2 separate regions of the Gossypium hirsutum genome follow, and region 1 is linked to region 2. Evidence: chromatin contacts called from public Hi-C data. All regions are on one chromosome and are shown on one strand. The core of a region is the stretch at or near the end of the contact, and the rest is flanking DNA. Distances in the headings are between cores, read along the strand shown. Region 1 holds the start of LOC107934272. Region 2 has its middle 3.7 kb from the start of LOC107934275.

What was found. A called contact is a pair of places that touch in the nucleus more often than the background predicts.
Region 1: a Hi-C map of leaf shows a contact between it and region 2, with 2.9 times the contacts expected there. The contact joins the promoter of LOC107934272 here to the enhancer-like site in region 2. A contact is called at or near these places in 5 of 34 Hi-C or Micro-C datasets (leaf and seedling).

Annotation. Positions count from the first base shown.
Region 1 is chrA12:97,849,160-97,851,859 of Gossypium_hirsutum_v2.1, forward strand. It overlaps LOC107934272, which reads right to left and starts at 1,404. Exons shown (of 8, transcript XM_016866650.2): 1 at 1,040-1,404; 2 at 106-399; 3 at 1-2. The coding sequence starts at 378.
Region 2 is chrA12:97,579,533-97,582,232 of Gossypium_hirsutum_v2.1, forward strand. No RefSeq gene overlaps it. Among protein-coding and RNA genes, the nearest start is that of LOC107934275, 3.7 kb to the right of the region's middle. Within about 2 kb of position 1,414, at least 1 of the 9 cell types and tissues checked has an H3K27ac peak or open chromatin away from gene starts, as enhancers often do. A contact at or near this core is called in leaf, where this site is marked.

The sequences.
Region 1 (2,700 bases), core at 154-2,653, 270 kb after region 2:
AACTGGATAACAAAATTTTGTCAGCAGACCAGACAGTGTTAATGAATAAACTGAAATAGGAAGCTTCAGGGAGTAAGTCTCAAAATATGACAACACAATGAATACCTTCAGGCTACCATTACAAGCACAAGGAGTCTCCAAATTCTTAATGCAGTCCTCCTCCTGGCAGATACGGCATTCAGCTGTCTGTATAAGTGGTTCTTCTTCATCACAGCAACCATGTTCTTCCACTTCCTTAACACCAATAGCACAAGCATTTGGGTCAGAGGCTTGAGAAGAACCTTCACCGGAAGATCCTGCAGCCTCAGTTTCTTGCATTGATTGCAAACTTTCAGGTGTTATAAGACGGTCCACACATAAAACCAGATGATCACCCATTTTTATCCAAAATGAAAGGTCCTTATAACACACAGCAATGCAGAAGAAGTTTCAGTTAGTAAGGATAACAGTTGAGGCTTTAACTGCAAAATGACTTCCAAAATTAACATTCCAGGCTTTGACTTTAAAACTAAGTGAAGGATTCAACTGTTCGTAATATAATAAACCAAAACCATTTCTTTTTCTTTTTTACTTTGTGTAATTACTGAAACTCCTAGCCTATGTTTATCGGATGCTTTGACATTCTATTTCTCATTAACTCTCTTGTTTTATTATTCATCTTCATATGGAATTCAAATTTTCCCTTTATTTATTTCTTAAAAGTTTCTTCCTATAGGCTACACCCACAATAAATATCCAAATTAAAAAACCCAAAATTTTCAGCTTTAGCTATCCATAAAAAAGAAAATCCAGCTTTTACTCAAAATTTTCATGGTCTTTTTTTTTTTTCACTCTCCGCTGAAAATGAGAAAAGAAAAAAACAAATTATTTCCATTTTCTGGGCAACCAAACAACCCAATCCAACCGAACCCAAACCAAACCAAAATTCCCAAACTCGAAAGAAAATCAAATCAAAACCAAAACGAAAATACCACAATAATGATCAGAATAGAACAAATCCATTAATAAAAAAAAAACAAAACATAGTATGAAAAATTACCCGTAAATACCGCTTTGATCTTGGAGTCCGAAATGTTCTTTTGCTTATCTTTATAACGCTTTAATGAAAAGTCTAAGGTCTTTCCTTCCCTTTGCTTGGAGGTGAAACAATTGGACAATAGAGATTTTCTTCCTTACTTTTTTTTCTTTTATGTTAAAAATATATAATTTTAGTAAAAAAAATTAAATTTTAAAACGAAGATTTGTAGTTTGGTGAATTGGTCTAAAACAAAGAAACGAAGCTTTGTGGATTAGGCTGCTTAACGTCCGTCCAACGTTATCTCCAGAAGTCTCTCCCCGTTTGATTTTTTAACATTTTCGTATAACGGACGTCAAAGGTTATGATCGGAAATTCCTTTGTAGACCATTGTATTTCGGACAAAAACGATATATAAATATATGTCGGCGAAACCATCGAAGGATTTATTATTATTTTTGTTAAATTTTGTTATAATATGTTTAGTATTTTTGTAAATTTAAAGTTTAATATTTTTATTTTTAAGAATTTAAATTTTAAATTTTAAGCTTAATTGTTAAACTTGATAAGTTTTTTTTGTTAGATGTGTTAATATAATATTTTTGAAATAAAAAAGGTACTAACAAAAACACAATGTTATTATGAACATGAATTTAATGAAAAAATTAATAATATCAATAATTAATTTTATGTTTTTTAAATTAAAAAAAGAAAAAATTTAAAGTTTTTGAAATAAAATTAGAATGCTAAATTGAGTAAAGGGGCTTATAACACATTTTAATTTTTTTTTAATTCTACTTTTAAATTTTAAATTAAATTTAAGATAAAATTATCCTGATTTATATAGAATAGTGGTTATATGTTTTTTTTCAAGAGTTGAAACAATATTTCCTATCTCCAATTAAAACATTGTAAGATAAAAATCAAATTGAGTTGGAATTGAGATTGTTTACTACTAATTTAAGAAAAAAAAATTTAAAAACCTTAATTAATCTTACACACTATTTAAGTTAAATTAATATTTGAATTCAATAATTCGAGCTGCTCAATTTTGATTTGATAATAACAAAAACTAAATCCATTTATTTTATAGAAATTTCCTTTTGAACTTCACCTAATTGTTTTGAAATAGGTACATTTCCATTCGGGAAACACAAGAGACAAGTATAGTTTGAAATAAAGTTGAAGGATTCTTTTGTAATTAAACCTTATTATATTAAATAAAACAAAAGAAATTGATAAAAACATATTTTAAAACCCCCAAAGTGTGTACGATTTAATATTAAAATGCAGTTTGTGTTTTACATCGTATCGTAAATATCGACAATATTATATTTATTTCAGAATCTTGAATCATTAGTTTCTTTTCATGAATTAATATAAAATTTAAAATATACAAAGAAATTAGAGTGCTAGACCCGCACTTGTTCTGATGGGTAGAAAATTAAAAATATTACTTGGTCGCCAACATTGAATTTAGCCTTCATTTATCCCTTCATGATTTAAATTTGTTAGAAAACTCATCATTATTCAAAACAATGTTAACAAATATTTATAACTATAAATATTAGGAGTAAGCCCTTATTAAAATATAGACATTAATTATTATACATTAAATTAAGGAGTAAATTAATTTATTTGTTTAAATTTTTTATTTATGTTGCTAAAAATTGATCTCTATATGT
Region 2 (2,700 bases), core at 164-2,663:
CAACCACGGGCAAATTTTGGTGTGACCTTACTTCCTTGGTTGTATTCCTTTAAAAGCGGGTAAATTGCCTAAAAAGGCCATTTTCCATGCATATTTACGGAAATGGGCCGATTACACCATTATTTACTGGAAAGGGCCGATTTTTATAAAAACGTGCCTACATGACCGCGTTTTAAGGGGAAAAAGTCAAAAAATCGCTCCCTTGAGGAAGCGTTTTTCGCCACGTCAGCAAAACGCGTCCACGTGGAAGTGTTTTGCTGACATGGCAAAAAATGCTACCTCAAGGGAGCGATTTTCTGGCTTTTTAAAATACCAACGGGTAATTTCTTTTTTACTGTTGGGGGGTTCCAACGGTAAAAAAAAAAGTATAAACCTCCCCACTCCTATTATTTCACAGAAAAAATCTTTATAATTAGTTATTTACTTTAAATTTTTTTCTAAATTAGTATTATTTTTTTATAATTTCAAAAATATCTGATCGTGTTAGCAATTGCCGGGGAATTAATTCGTCTTGGTCATAAACATATCTCCTTCGAACAAATAGAAATAGAAATGGTTTATTTAAAACCCCAGAACCCTAATTTAATTAATTTTAACCAAAAAATATAAACCCTAATTTAATAAACTCAAAATGCTAATTTATTTTATTTTAAACCCTAACTTAATTTATTTAAAACACTAAAACTCTAATTTACTTAATCTATTTAAAAACAAAAACCTTAATTTAATCAACCTTAAACCCTAATTTAATTTATTTTAAACACTAACTTATTTTATTTAAAATCCTAGAACCCTAATTTACTTAATCTATTTAAAACCATAAACCATAAACCCTAAGTCCTAATTTATTTAAAACCCTAACTTAATTTATTTTAAAATCATTAACCCTAATTTAAATAATTTTTTTAAATAACACTAAATATTGATTTTTTTTAAAAACTATTAAAACTTTAAAACCCTAACTTGTTTTAACAAAAATCTAATCATTAAACCCTAACCCTAAAAAAACCATAGGGACTAAACATGAAAATATCCCTAACATCTAAAAACATGGAGCAATTCGCTCCTTTGAGTAAGTGTTTTTTGCCGCATCAAGAAAACGCCTCCATGTAAGCGCGTTTTTGGCTGACGTGGCAAAAAACACTTTCTCAAGGGAGCGATTTCCTAGCTTTTCCCCCTAAAACGTAGCCACGTAGGCGCGTTTTGTAAAAATCGGTCTTTTTCAGTAAATAATGGTGTAACCGGCTCATTCGTAAATATGCATGGAAAAGGGCCTTTTTGGGTAATTTAGTCTTTAAAAGTCTTAAAACTTAGCCTTTAAGTAACTCCAATGTGGCCGGCTACTACATGGACCATTGGGCTGCCGTCACTTGCTTCTTTTATCGGCTTCTTGGGCTATTCATTCGTTATAGGTTGCTACACCTATTGGGCCTTCTTCGGTCGCCGAAGTAATTAGTCAATGCCCAACATGGGCAGCACATAATAGGGCCTTAACTCAAGCCCAAATGACTCAATTAATAATTAAATAAAAAATAAAAATCAACATTATGAAAACTAGTCCTAAAAGAGTTAAAAGTTGGTTACAAAAAGTCCAACATGTAAGAAAAACTCAAAAATGAAAAGTTATCGGAATCCAAATATGTTTTCAGTACTTATTACATCTTGCCAGGACATCTTTAGTAACTTCCCAAATGTCAAAAATATTATCTGGATTGTCCGAAATTTAGCCCTTTTAAAATGGTAAATATTTAAAAATAAGAATTATTAGATATCAAATTCCCCCCCCCAAAAAAAATAGAAATTAATCAAAATAGAAAAGGTTCCCTAAATTGAAAATGTTTTCAAAACTCCAAAATAAATCCAATGAGGTTCATTGAATGAAACATCACGAACGTCATGAACTATCTTCAAAGGAATAAAAATGAATTTTAGGATACACGTTTTACTTGTAGTAATTAGTCTAGTCGGAAAATTGATGTTTTGATGTTCCTATCTTGACTCGCTAGTTGATATTAAGTTAATATTTTGAAAACTATAAGAATTAGTACACTCGATTCTAATGTTATTCACTTGGCTAATTAGTTTTGTCCTTTAGATATCAACATCATTTGTAATTTGAGTAGGATTGAATTCAACATTGAGGGGTTGAATCTAAAAAATAGAAAATTTATCCTTTTAAATGCCCTAATTAGAGAATACATTACCTCTATCTCGAACATATTGCCTTTGAATTGTTTTAAGCAAGAATGAATTTAGAAAAACTCAAGACAAATCTTGGAAGGTTACAACTTCTCATACTATAAAACCTATCAAATACACATAATTTGACTTTAAACTCATTGAATGGAAATTTAAAAAAGACTTTGTTTCAAGATATGGAAACATATTATTTTGCCTTTATTTCTTTCATAAATATTATTGTTTTATACATATGAATATGAAGAATATAATTATTATATAAATATACACATTCCATTTTATATTAAGCGGACTTTGATTCGTCAAATGTAACATTTTATTAATGTTATATTTTAGAATGAAATTATAGTGTTTGAATTTCAACATTTTAACCATCTTGTAATATAGGGTGTAATCTCATTATGGTCCATTTCTTAAGTAATCTTAAATTACGGACATAATCTTAAATTTTAGACCATTTTGCCCTTTATTTTTATTATTTTAATCAATTTAGGTTTTTTA